Regions from separate parts of the Mus musculus genome. Here region 1 is linked to region 2. Evidence: chromatin contacts called from public promoter capture Hi-C data. All regions are on one chromosome and are shown on one strand. The core of a region is the stretch at or near the end of the contact, and the rest is flanking DNA. Distances in the headings are between cores, read along the strand shown. Region 1 holds the start of Frg1 (FSHD region gene 1). Region 2 overlaps Pcm1 (pericentriolar material 1).

Evidence for each region. Promoter capture Hi-C pulls out the DNA fragments that hold promoters and counts their contacts.
Region 1: a promoter capture Hi-C map of the C10 cell line shows a contact between it and region 2. The contact joins the promoter of Frg1 here to the enhancer-like site in region 2. A contact is called at or near these places in 13 of 39 promoter capture datasets (the C10 cell line, the HPC-7 cell line, embryonic stem cells and 6 more), 29 of 484 Hi-C or Micro-C datasets (the C10 cell line, CD4 T cells, CD8 T cells and 21 more), 9 of 115 datasets of contacts at active chromatin or transcription factors (the 230-238 cell line, bone marrow-derived macrophages, embryonic stem cells and 2 more) and 4 of 9 other capture datasets (adipose tissue, embryonic stem cells, liver and 1 more).

Annotation. Positions count from the first base shown.
Region 1 is chr8:41,415,634-41,422,616 of GRCm38.p6, forward strand. It overlaps Frg1 (FSHD region gene 1), which reads right to left and starts at 1,485. Exons shown (of 9, transcript NM_013522.3): 1 at 1,267-1,485. The coding sequence starts at 1,328. It overlaps Gm50494 (a long non-coding RNA gene), which reads left to right and starts at 1,493. Exons shown (of 2, transcript XR_003947538.1): 1 at 1,493-1,616; 2 at 1,718-2,102.
Region 2 is chr8:41,327,608-41,334,934 of GRCm38.p6, forward strand. Pcm1 (pericentriolar material 1) reads left to right here. Exons shown (of 38, transcript NM_023662.3): 35 at 1,162-1,418; 36 at 3,026-3,118; 37 at 3,199-3,313; 38 at 4,376-6,480. The coding sequence ends at 4,401. Among named protein-coding and RNA genes, the nearest start is that of Asah1, 43 kb to the right of the region's middle. Within about 2 kb of position 4,009, at least 2 of the 459 cell types and tissues checked have an H3K27ac peak or open chromatin away from gene starts, as enhancers often do.

The DNA of each region.
Region 1 (6,983 bases), core at 235-2,734, 86 kb after region 2:
ATGTACTATTTAATTCCACAGGCATAACATATTCATAACAAGTAAATCCTTATAGCTGGAAAGCAGTCGACAGAAGCTGGAAGGGCGGGCAGAAGGGTGTGACTATTTAATGGTTGGTTAAACAGTCTCCTTTGGAGTGGCAAAATGCTTACTGACTAAATAGTGGTGAACTCGTAAATATACTAAACCCCACTAGCTGTACACTTTAAAAGGAGTTTATGGCTTATGAATTACAGCTCCATAAATGGAAACACGAGGAGAGATCTTAGGGGAAAAGTGATTATTCAGAGTGCTTACAACAAATTCTGAGCCTTGCTGTGGTTGCAGCCCAAGCCTTTAATCCCAGCACTTGGGGGTTGGTGGGGTGGGGGAGGTGAGGCAGGTGAGTGTCTGAGTTCATGGCTATCCTAGTCTACAGAGTTAAGTTCCAGGACTACACAGAGAAACCTTGTCTCAAAAAAACAAAGAACCAATCATGGAAACATGGAAAGCACTACATAGGTTTTAATAACTGCTGTCTTAACTTCTTTGTATTTTATCGACAACATCTTCAGAAGCAAATTCTAAATTTTAAACAGTTTCAGATTCGGTCAGGATAAAGCTCCGAGCTCATTCAGCACGAAGCTCGCTGACAAGTACCTGTTGAAACTGCTTCAGCGGTGATACAGGAAATAAAGTGTTCAACTTTGGCTAGATCCTTCAAGAGGACGGAAATAGGATCGGGCAAGATATCTTTCTCTATAGGGCTAACTATAAATCACACCCACATGCCTCCACTTGGCTGTTATATTCTGAGTTGGCTGTCTCATTCAGTTCTCATAACTCTTTTTTATAGTCTCGAGGAACAAGAACCAGCGTCTAATAAATCAGCAAACGAACCATCAACCCATCACCGGTGCGAATTCAAGGTCCCGACTCACACTATGATGCAGCTTTGCCTGCCCCCTACATATTACACTGCAGAGAATCAGGGCGTTTTTGTTTGTCCGCTTGCTTTTTCCATTTGCAGGAAAGACCGGTGGAAAAAAAAACTTTCCTTAAAGCAAGTTATCAAGGCAGGCAGGGGGAGGCCTGGGGGGGGGGGCAAAAGTAGGACTCCTGGTCTCTCCGTTTCGGGGGATCCCCGGCCACGCAGCGTCAGCTAAGAAGTGTCGGGGAGGCTGTCCACGCAGGTCTGAGTGTCCTGGGTGGCTTGGCTACCCCGTCCCTTGAGCCCCGGGGATGGATGCACTGAGAACCGCGCCTCCCTCCCGAGCGCCGCCTCACCTCTTGGCTTTAGTGCCCTTGAGCACGAGTTTGGTGGACTTTACATAGGAATATTCGGCCATGGCCCGGCTCGCTGAAGTGGCAGCCTCTGGCAGAGCTTCCGTAGGACTGGGAGGAGGAGGAAGTGGCTCTAACGGCCGGAGCTGAGCGAGTCCCCGAGGAACTCTCGGTCTTCTTCAACCCAAGGCTACGATTCTCCGGCTTCCTGTTTACTGCTTCCGATGCACTACGGCGGCCGTGGAGGGTCCAATCACGTCAGCGTTCCTGCGGCGAAGTCCCGGATGTTCGCGGTTTTTTTTCCCCCCCAAACCAGGCAAAACTTATAGAGACGCCCCCTGGTGGAAGCGAAGGTATCCAACAGTTTCCTGCTGCCGAGGTTGTAAAGACCATACCTGGATTGGATGAGCCAGATGTTGAAAGGATCAAATCTATCTGCCCACTCTCTTTGCAGCGGACATCGCACCAAGTACCCGGCAACCCGCCAGACTGGGCCTGCACAGAGAAACCGAGATGTGTGTTCTGTGGAGGCGTGGGTCACAGCCTTGGCTTCGGGCAACTTTATCAACGACTCTGGCTCCAGAGTTGTTAGTTGTGTTGTACATGTTTTACTCGTGTATTGTGTATGAGTAACACACAAGAAACAATTGAGGAATGATACAATGTATAGTTGCTAACTACTGGTTTCTATCGCAAGTGCTGAAGAGACTTTGGTCTCCACACCGAATACTGTCTTTCCCTGTAGTCTTGATCCAGCCAAGTGCGTATTCCTTTTGCCTCCTCCAATCTTCCCCGCAATGTTATAACTCCCTTCCATTACAAACAATGCACCGCTGATACAGCTTCTGTGTGATCTTTGGTTTTTGTGAAAGAAACATGAATGCTGTTAGAATCAAAAAATGGAATGGCTTTGTCAACACTTGACAAATATAAAACACTTTTGAAGGAATGATTGATGGCAGCTCTGGCAAGGGATGACGTGCAAAGATATTCTAGGTCTGTGTGATCTGGCTGGAATCCAGACACACACTTAGTACACACCTTTAATCCTAAACAACGATGTCTAATTGAGGGGCAAACAAAGTGGTGAATCAGAGGGAGATTTGACAGAATATGCTCAACGCTCATCTGAGTGGCACAAGAGAGAGAAGCTATTCAGGTCAGGGGCAAGTTCAGTCTTTAGCGCTTGTCAGTCAGTGGGGAGTCAGAGTGGCGAGTACAGTACAGTGGAGTTGAGTGAGTTCCTTCATGAGCTCCTGCAGTTCAGTGAAGGTCAGCAGAGGCAGTTAAAGCCAGAGAATGAGAAGCCAGAAGATTAGAATAGATTACCAGAGTTAGTTTGAGGGCAAGCAGAGCAACTCAGGAGACACGGAGAGAAGCCAGATGAAAATCAGTCAGCTTGGAGAGGAGTTGAAGCCAGAATAGATTAGCTGAATCAGCCAGCCAGAATTTAGAAAGGAGTGGAAAGGGTGAGTTTATTCAGCAGCAAGCCTCTGAGATGGCGATTACATCTAGCAAATAGAAGATATTTTTGACAAAACTATCACAAAGATACTGCCTGAACTCCAACCTTGCACAGAAACTGCCCACAACCTCATACAGGAAACACTTTTGCAAGTACTTCTCCCTATCCAGCAAATAAATACAGGGTCTGTTATTTGTAACTCAGCCAATGATTATTGCTTAAAAGTATCTGATTTAACTCTCTTTATCTTTGTCTTGTCTTTTCTGGTGCTGGGGACCTGGCTTTGTGATAGGAACAGAGCATGCAGTTTAGGGTAAGGCCCTGGAAAACTGCACAAGCAGGAATGACCACGCTTTTCCCAAGAACACCAGAAGGGAGCTGGGTGTCTTCTAACTTCTGAAAGAGCATCCTTACCTGGAGATGACCTGAGAGCGCGACCAAAGCTCAAGGCACTAATCTTTTCTGGAACTGGATCTTTGGCTTTTCTTGGTGAAATAGGTCTTGTCTCATCCTCAGGTTTAGCCCATCCCATAAATGATGCTGGGGTTATGGCTTAAGAGAGGCAATGCCACAGTAGTCTTGATCAGAGCTCTATAGAAGTCCATTAAGGAAGAGACACTTTCCTTTGGAAAATAAGATAAAATTTCTCTCTCTTTTTTTAAAGATTTATTTACTTATTAATATGTAAGCTGTCTTCAGACACCCCAGAAGAGGGTGCCAGATCTCGTTGTGGATGGTTGTGAGCCACCATATGGTTGCTGGGATTTGAACTCAGGACCTTCAGAAGAGCACTCAGCGCTCTTAAGCGCTGAGCCATCTCTCCAGCCCCCAGAATCTCTGTTCTTAGGTAGAGACCTAAAATCTTCCCCCCACTTTGAAACAGGGGATGTCTGGGTGTCCTTGGCTGTTTTGGAGCTTGCTCTGTAGACCAGGCTGGCCTCAAATCTTAAAGAGATCTGACTGCCTCTGCTGAGATTAAAGGTGTGTGCCCACCCCCACCATTGCCCAGTGAGACCTAACATTCTAGCTAACCAAGATTATGAGTTAATAAATCTGGGCTTATCATTCACCAGGCAGAGACCATTCCCCAAAAAGCAAAGGCTAATTTACCTTAAGCCTTGGGTAAAGAGACCAGAGAAATAATTATCCCTGTAGTGAGATAATGCCTTTCCTTTCCTGTAACTTTTCCTTTTCCCCATCTCTTTCAGCTCATCCTGAGCAAGCTTCCTCAGTCACTCTGGGATTTTTCCTTTTCCTTTTCTTTTCTTTTTTCTTTCTCTAAAACCGCCCCCACTTCCACCACACCGGCTTCTCACAAACAATGGTTTTCTCTATTCCCCTAATGTTACTATTTATGAAGAACTGTCATGCTTCTTGCTCTGGAGTTTTTCTTTTGAACACTAATAGAATTGTCCTTGAGCTTCTGTTTAAGTTCATTCTTTTTTTTTTTTTTTTTTTTTTTTTTTCAGCCCCCTACATTTTATTTTTATTTTGGAGATTATAAAATAATTACATCATTTCCCCCTTTCTTTTCTCCCTCCAAAGCCTCCATGTTTATACTCCCCTCTTACTCTCTTTCAAATTTATGGCCTCTTTTTCTTTTTTTTTTTTTCTTTCCATTTTTTATTAGGTATTTAGCTCATTTACATTTCCAATGCTATACCAAAAGTCCCCCATACCCACCCACCCCCACTCCCCTACCCGCCCACTCCCCCTTTTTGGCCCTGGCGTTCCCCTGTTCTGGGGCATATAAAGTTTGTGTGTCCAATGGGCCTCTCTTTCCAGTGATGGCCGACTAGGCCATCTTTTGATACATATGCAGCTAGAGTCAAGAGCTCCGGGGTACTGATTAGTTCATAATGTTGATCCACCTATAGGGTTGCAGATCCCTTTAGCTCCTTGGGTACTTTCTCTTGCTCCTCCATTGGGAGCCCTGTGATCCATCCATTAGCTGACTGTGGGCATCCACTTCTGTGTTTGCTAGGGCCCGGCATAGTCTCACAAGAGACAGCTACATCTGGGTCCTTTCGATAAAATCTTGCTAGTGTATGCAATGGTGTCAGCGTTTGGATGCTGATTATGGGGTGGATCCCTGGATAGGGCAGTCTCTACATGGTCCACCCTTTAATCTCAGCTCCAAACTTTGTCTCTGTAACTCCTTCCAAGGGTGTTTTGTTCCCACTTCTAAGGAGGGGCATAGTGTCCACACTTCAGTCTTCATTTTTCTTGAGTTTCATGTGTTTAGGAAATTGTATCTTATATCTTGGGTATCCTAGGTTTTGGGCTAATATCCACTTATCAGTGAGTACATATTGTGTGAATTCCTTTGTGAATGTGTTACCTCACTCAGGATGATGCCCTCCAGGTCCATCCATTTGGCTAGGAATTTCATAAATTCATTCTTTTTAATAGCTGAGTAGTACTCCATTGTGTAGATGTACCATATTTTCTGTATCCATTCCTCTGTTGAGGGGCATCTGGGTTCTTTCCAGCTTCTGGCTATTATAAATAATGCTGCTATGAACATAGTGGAGCATGTGTCCTTCTTACCAGTTGGGGCATCTTCTGGATATATGCCCAGGAGAGGTATTGCTGGATCCTCCGGTAGTACTATGTCCAATTTTCTGAGGAACCGCCAGACGGATTTCCAGAGTGGTTGTACAAGCCTGCACTCCCACCAACAATGGAGGAGTGTTCCTCTTTCTCCACATCCTCGCCAGCATCTGCTGTCACCTGAATTTTTGATCTTAGACATTCTGACTGGTGTGAGGTGGAATCTTAGGGTTGTTTTGATTTGCATTTCCCTGATGATTAAGGATGTTGAACATTTTTTTCAGGTGCTTCTCTGCCATTCGGTATTCCTCAGGGGAGAATTCTTTGTTCAGTTCTGAGCCCCATTTTTTAATGGGGTTGTTTGATTTTCTGAAGTCCACCTTCTTGAGTTCTTTATATATGTTGGATATTAGTCCCCTATCTGATTTAGGATAGGTAAAGATCCTTTCCCAATCTGTTGGTGGTCTCTTTGTCTTATTGACGGTGTCTTTTGCCTTGCAGAAACTTTGGAGTTTCATTAGGTCCCATTTGTCAATTCTCGATCTTACAGAACAAGCCATTGCTGTTCTGTTCAGGAATTTTTCCCCTGTGCCCATATCTTCAAGGCTTTTCCCCACTTTCTCCTCTATAAGTTTCAGTGTCTCTGGTTTTATGTGAAGTTCTTTGATCCATTTAGATTTGACCTTAGTACAAGGAGATAAGTATGGATCGATTCGCATTCTTCTACATGATAACAACCAGTTGTGCCAGCACCATTTGTTGAAAATGCTATCTTTCTTCCACTGGATGGTTTTAGCTCCCTTGTCGAAGATCAAGTGACCATAGGTGTGTGGGTTCATTTCTGGGTCTTCAATTCTATTCCATTGGTCTACTTGTCTGTCTCTATACCAGTACCATGCAGTTTTTACCACAATTGCTCTGTAGTAAAGCTTTAGGTCCGGCATGGTGATTCCACCAGAGGTTCTTTTATCCTTGAGAAGAGTTTTTGCTATCCTAGGTTTTTTGTTATTCCAGATGAATTTGCAAATTGCTCCTTCTAATTCATTGAAGAATTGAGTTGGAATTTTGATGGGGATTGCATTGAATCTGTAGATTGCTTTTGGCAAGATAGCCATTTTTACAATATTGATCCTGCCAATCCATGAGCATGGGAGATCTTTCCATCTTCTGAGATCTTCTTTAATTTCTTTCTTCAGAGACTTGAAATTTTTATCATACAGATCTTTCACTTCCTTAGTTAGAGTCACGCCGAGATATTTTATATTATTTGTGACTATTGAGAAGGGTGTTGTTTCCCTAATTTCTTTCTCAGCCTGTTTATTCTTTGTGTAGAGAAAGGCCATTGACTTGTTTGAGTTAATTTTATATCCAGCTACTTCACCGAAGCTGTTTATCAGGTTTAGGAGTTCTCTGGTGGAATTTTTAGGGTCACTTATATATACTATCATATCATCTGCAAAAAGTGATATTTTGACTTCCTCCTTTCCAATTTGTATCCCCTTGATCTCCTTTTGTTGTCGAATTGCTCTGGCTAATACTTCAAGTACTATGTTGAAAAGGTAGGGAGAAAGTGGGCAGCCTTGTCTAGTCCCTGATTTTAGTGGGATTGCTTCCAGCTTCTCTCCATTTACTTTGATGTTGGCTACTGGTTTGCTGTAGATTGCTTTTATCATGTTTAGGTATGGGCCTTGAATTCCTGATC
Region 2 (7,327 bases), core at 2,759-5,258:
TCTAAACTACCCTAACTTTGGTTCTTTAACATATTTTCTTTGTCCTTAAACTAAAAAAGTAGTTTTTAATTTGTAGCTAATATAAGTACGTGTAAAGGCATTTTGGACTTGATGCCTATCTTTGTTCTTCTGGCCTATATTTTATAAAAGAAAAATGTAAGAAAAGAGTGATTGATTAATCTTTGTTGTTTCATTTAGTATAGTGTTTTGAAACAGGATCTCATGTAGCCCAGGATGGCCTTGAAGAGTTTGAAGATAACCTCAATCCTCCTGCCTCCACCCTCCTGAGTCATCGAATTGCAGGTGCATGCATGCACCCATATTGTGCCTCTAACTAGCAATTATTTTCCATTTACGTGTTTGTGTATTTATTTTGAGGCAGGGTCTCTATATAAATCCACCTTGAGAGATCTGTCTGTCTGTTTCCTGCATTGTGGGGTTAAAGACATGGGACCCTTGCTCAGTTTGTGTATTCCTTTTTTTTTTAAAGATTTTATTTATGTATATGAATACACTGAAGCTGTCTTCAGACATATCAGAAAGAGGGCATCAGATCCTGTTATAGATGGTTGTGAGCTACCATGCAACCGCTGGGAATTGAACTCAGGACCTTTGAAAGAGCAGTCTTAACCTCTGAGCGTGCTCTCTCTCTCTCAAGTTCCCATGTATTCATTTTTTTAAATGCATATGTACCTTAGTCTATGTACATGTGTCACATGAATGTAGTGCCCTCAGAGGGCACTGGGCACTGGGCCATCCGGAACAGTGTGAACCGATTGCTGTGGCGCTGGGAGCTGAGCCCCGTCCTGTGACAGCAGCACAGGCTTTGACCCGACACCTTACAGACATTTGACAGATACTACCTTACAGACGTTTGTTTATCCAGTACAAGTGAGAGGGCTGTGTTTTGTCTCAGTTTGTTTTAAAATAATATTCATTCTAGGGCTTTAGTCTTAAAACAGCCTTGAGAAATTTAAATTAAAATGTTCCTAGTTAAATCTGTTGGCTTAACTTGGGAACCATGAGTAGGGAGAAGGGATAGGGATCTTTTCTGTCTTACATGTCATCATTACTCTTTCAAAGATTTGGTCCTTAGTGTTACAGAGTAAAATTGAACAAATGCTTCATTCCTCTAATGCCGAGACTTTCTTTTCATGGCAGATGATCAAGACAGCTCTCCTGTGAAACCTTGTTATCTCAATATCTTGGAAAATGAGCAACAGTTAAATAGTGCTACCCATAAGGACTCGCTTACTACTACTGATTCATCTAAACAGCCTGAGCCTCTGCCATTACCCTTGGCTGCAAGTGAAACCTTAGTGCCTAGAGTCAAAGAAGTGAAGTCTGCTCAGGAAACGCCTGAGAGCTCTCTGGCTGGAAGCCCTGATACTGAATCTCCAGTGTTAGTGAATGACTATGTATGTCGTCTTTACATTACCACAGAGGTTTGCTTTTGAATGTCTGAATATTTCATTTTCATGAGTAACACATTGAATATATAAATCAAACTACACTTTGTGCTTAGGTTTAGAACCCGTCAACATTTATTCTTTAAAACTTACTTTGATAGTAAAGGGATAATAAATTAAATGGCCATTTCAAAATCTGACAGATTTTATAGTTTTAAAAACCAAAAAATTAGTTGTGGGTGACAACTTTAAGAGAGTTCATGTTTATATCTGAAATGCTAATGACACATTTTAAATTAGTTAATCTCTTACGCTATTTTTTTTTAACTTCTTAGCTATTTAGAGCATTTTTTAAATTCTTTGATATACCTAAAGGTTTAAATTTGGGGTATGACAGAAACCTGTTTGACAGAGTCATTTTTTTAATTATTATTTTCCCCCCTTTGGTTTTTCGAGACAGGGTTTCTCTGTGTAGCCCTGGCTGTCCAGGAACTCACTCTGTAGACCAGGCTGGCCTCGAACCAGAGTCATTATTTTTATATAGCAAATTACATAACAATGTACTAAGGAATTTCACTTATAATAAAAGTACTGTAGTTTTTTTACTCTGAACCTTGATTTCATTTAAATTTTATAGCTAACAGGTTAGTTTGCAGATGTCTGGGTCATATATTTTTTAATATAAAATTTCCTAGCAGAAATGTAAAGTATGTAGCATAATATTTTAACCCCAGTGGGTACAGTGTATCCATCCCTCTCTTGTTGTTGTTTGGCTTGGTTTCTTGAATTTGTTGGTGGATTGGGCCAATCTGGAACTGGATAGGCACAGACGATCCTGGGACTGTAGGTCCTCCTGCCTCTGTGCCTTCAGTTCTTTCTTAAAAATTAAAATCGATTTTGTTCTTAGATGTTTTCATAGTAACAGCTTATAGATTGCTCAGAAAGGGAATGTTTCAAAAACATCCGTAGAAACTTACACTTTTTTTTTTTTTTAAAGATTTATTTTATTATTATATGTAACTACACTGTAGCTGTCTTCAGACACACCAGAAGAGGGAGTCAGATCTTGTTACGGATGGTTGTGAGCCACCATGTGGTTGCTGGGATTTGAACTCTGGACCTTCGGAAGAACAGTCGGGTGCTCTTACCCACTGAGCCATCTCACCAGCCCCGAAACTTACACTTTTAAATGGCTTTATTTTCCTGCTGTGTACATTTAAGTATTCAAAGATCTGAAATTGCTTGATTTAATCTTTAAAACATTTTTGCAATATTTATTTATTTTATGTGAATGTGTCCTGAGCCCATATAAGTCAAAAGTGGGCATTGGATTCCCCTGGAATTGGAGTTGCAGATGGCTGTGAGCCACCGTGTTGAGAATTGAATCTGAGTCCTTTAGAAGAGCAGCCAGTGAGGTTAACTACTGAGTCGTTTCTCCAACCCCTTTCAAAAATATTTTATTTTATTTAATTAATTAGTCGAGAGTGTGCATGTACATACAAGTGTCCTATTGTGTGTGAAGGTCGGAGACCTGCAGGAATTTGTTCTCTCATGCTGTGATTTTTGTTTTGTTCCGTAGTTAGCTTTTTTTTTCATTATCTCTAACTTACTCATAGGAAGCAGAGTCTGGTAACATAAGTCAAAAGTCGGATGAAGAAGACTTTGTGAAAGTTGAGGATTTGCCGCTCAAACTGACAGTCTATTCAGAGGTATGGGGCTCTCTTCAACTAAGCTTGCCTTTATAACAAATACTGAGATGAAAATTATATTTTTAATTTTTGTTCTAAAGGAAGAGCTAAGGAAGAAAATGATAGAAGAAGAACAGAAAAACCATTTATCTGGTGAAATATGTGAAATGCAGACAGAAGAATTAGCTGGAAATTCTCAGATACTGAAAGAACCTGGTAAAAGTTACCAATTTTAATTTTATATTGAAAAATCATGATCTTACCAGTTTAGTTTTTGAAAATATACTATTACTTCTTAGAAAATCTAAGCCTACTATTGAAAAAGGAGATGTTCTGTCAATGAATTCAGGTCCTTTATTCTTTTCAAATTATGTAAGATTATGTTTTTTATTATTAAAATTTTTAGTTTAATAAAGTATTAGATGCAATGCTAACACTAATGCTTTATGACTTTTTTAATGCTTAAAATTCATGTAATATCTTTTATCCCCTTGTGAAGAGTACGGGTTGAGATCCATTTTCCCTCCTGTCATCGCTCATATTATTTGTGAGGTTTTGTCTGTATTGTTTTAAATATCCTTAAACCTTCTTCGATGTAGAAAGTAAAAACCCCTATTTTTACATCATGAATTTTTATTTAGATAAACACATTATTATAATTGTAGTAATTATACCTTGTTTCCCAAATACACACACACACACACACACACACACACGAGTATTCCTCGTATCAAAATCAAAAGGATTTTCTTTTGTTTTTCTCTATTGGTAGTTAAAAACCATAAGATTTTTTTCCCCTTGTGTTTCTGGACATGGGTGGTGAACATTTAGACAGACCAGAGCTGCTCCTTTCAGCTCAGTTCTGCCACTTGAATACACGGCATCCAGAGTGGTGGCAGCCTGTCTGTCCTCGGGAGAAGGTGCAGCTGCCTCCCTCTTGGTACAGCCTCATGTACTTAAGTCTTTCAAGAACATTGTCGATAGCTCTTCTGTTTTCTTCCAGCCACTTTTCTCTTGTTTGCACTTAATCATTTTTAATAGTTACTTTCTTTTTCTTTTAATGGAGTATTTTTAGAAATATTTGGTTGGCCTCCCATCATGAAAAACAAATACTCATTCTGTGTTTTGTCAGGGAATTTGAACTAAATTCACATTTTTTATTGTGTTCTTGTATGTAATGTAAAAACTTTTATGAAAAAGAATTTTAAAAGTAAATTTTAGTAAGTAGTATTTTAATTCACTAATTTATAAAACATTGATCATTATTCTTCTTTTCAGAAACAGTGGGAGCCCAGAGTATATGAAATGTCTTCAGAGACTCATCTAACTCTCTTACATAGTCAGCACATTTAAAAAAAAGACACTAAATAAACATTTGCTTTGATCTGTATAAAATGTAAATTAGTTTGACACTGCATTTTTGATGGGTGTGCTAATTTCTGCCCATGGCAGTTTAAAACATTAGAATCTGAATCCTGGACAGATTCAAACCTTGACACACTGTGGGATTTTTCTTTTGCTTTTTGTCCTGTTTTTTCTTTCTTATGATCTTGACCCCCCCCTCCCCCACCCTTCATTGTGACATTTGGTGTGTTAACTTTAAAATGTAGTTTTAAATAAAGTTTGAACTTATCTGTAAAGTATGCTTTTGGGAAATGTTGTTGAATTCTATGCAGCAAATTGCTGTTTTTGTAACAACACTATTCAGAAACAGCAGTGGTCAAAAATTTGAGAAATTCTTATTTCCTCTAATTCTTATTTATTCTAAAGCTCTGCCTTAGACCAGTCTTTCAAATAATGTTAGTGTTGCTGCTGTTAGGTCTGATGTTCTTGTAGTTCCTGCTCTTGTGTGCGAATAAAGCAGATGAATCTCAGTGGTCTTAGAACATGTTAATAACTCAGACTGTATACACAGTTCAGACATTGTTAGTAACTAGAATTTAACAGGATTATCTATTAGATTAATATTTTTCAGAATTTAAAATGTTGCCTCATTCTAAAAATTAAAAAAAAAGCTTTATATGTATTTCTGTACAGACAAGTAGCATTCTAATTAATTAAAAAAAAAAAACAAACTCTTTCAAGTTAGGATAAATAGAACTAAATTTATGTAACAGAACACTAAGATTTTTAATGCCTATGGACAAAACATGCCTTTTGAGATGATAATTTAAAACCAAAGCCTAATAGTTGTTTTTGTGTGTTTTGAGAGAGAAGCAAGTTCAAGTGTTAAGAACGTCTCTGTGAGTTTTTCATCACTAAGTAAACCAACTCTTAAAAAGTGCTTTGCCTTCTGAGTCTGTCTACACTTACCACTTCCTATAATATTGCAGAGCCAGTTAACCATGAATAATCTGTCAGTCTTAGAGATTTATACTTGAAAAAGTAATAGTGTGAAGGACTAATTGTTCATTCCAAGTATTTGCTTAAATTTTTAAGTAGTTGTCTGTAATACTCTATAAGAACTTATTTGGTATTCCTTTAAAATTTTCACTTGCAGCTGGGCAGTAGTGACACGCCTTTAATCCCAGCACTCCAGAGGCAGAAGCTGTTTGATCAGAGTTCGAGGCCAGCCTTGTTTACAGATTGAATCCTAGGACAGCTGATGTTACATAAAGAAACCATATCTCAAAAACAAAATAAGATTCTCACTTACTTGATAGCTTAATATAAATGTCCAGTCAGTAAATAACAAATGATGGTTTTCTCTGAGGACTTTTGTATTGTTACTTAATTTAAACTAGGACCATATTTCTCAACCTTCATTAAAATTTGCAAAACTTCTAATCTAGAATTTACCCAGCTGGACGGACTTCAGGGACATTAGAACAGTAATTTATATTATATGTACAAACAAGTTGTGTATTTTCCAGGCGCAAAACAAGAAACTCCATTTTAATCCTCAGGCCAGGCTTACATAGTGCAGTGCGTTGTTCTCCCTCCCTTTCCTGCTTTGTGTCTTTGCATGCATACAGTGGAGGGCTGTATTTGATGTTCGCTACTACCATAGCATCTGTGAGCTTTATCAAACTAGTTTATTTGACTTATGTCCTACCTGCTATCTCCAATTTGTTGTTTTCATATTTTAGTGGATAATTTAGTTTAAAATACCCAGAGATTGGGAACATGCAACCGTGTAACGTGATTTTTCTAGTAAGTATCGCTCAGAAGGAAGTTATAGTATTTCTGTTTGTATTAATTTGTAAGTTAAAACTTTGGTTAGTAAGAGAAAAAAAATCCCAATAAATAAGCTATAACTCTTATGTAGTTAGAGATAATGCTACCATAATAAACTGCCCAGACTGTGGAGGTACTCTGTATTTTGTAACATTCACTTTGGGTAAATGCTTTTTCATTGCTAATAAATGTATATCATACATTCACTCTGAATTGTATTTTTATTTAAATTGACATGTTCACAGTAGTTGAGAATTTATTCCAAAATTGTGACTTAATCGTTTTTTAATGTTAAAGATTCAGGACAGGAAGAATACACTGACATCAAAGGTATGAATGGAAAGTATTTTTCTTGTGAAGAGCACACACTTCATTATTTCTTAGTTGCATGACCTTTGATATATACATAAAAGGAATTTTGAGATTGGATCTACCTTCTGTGGTTTGAAAATATCTAAGAGAATATAAGTGTTACGTATGATGCAGTAAGTCTATGTGAACAGGAGAGGAAGCACACTTTTTAGATCTGTTCTAGAAGAGGGGTGTTCCTGTAAACTCACCTACCATCGACTGCTAATTACTAACTTCCACAACCTTATGGAAGCTCTCCAGAGCAACGGAAACTCTAGTCTCCTCCCTCCCTCCGACTTTAACAGCTTTGACCCTAAGGTCAGTAGACTCTTATCCTCATTTTTCCTGTTTCTGAAGAACTGGGTTGAGTAGGGCACTGATCAAATGGGGGCTCAGGAACTAGGCTGCAGTGTGATCACAACAGTAAACCAAAATATCTGCTTGTTTTTAAACATGTTCATTAAATTGCTGTATTTATGTAACATGTATATGTACATTAAATTGTTAGTCTTGTGGAGGGATGCATGTGTACTATGGTGGACATTGGGGAAGTCAGAGGACAACTTGCAGGAGTCTGTTCTCTACTTCCATCATGTGGGTCCCCAGACTGAACTCAGGTCTCAGCTTTGGCAGCAGGCAGCTTTACCCACAGTGCCATCTCACGACCCAGTGACGATAGTTTTAGTTCTTTGTCTTATTTGT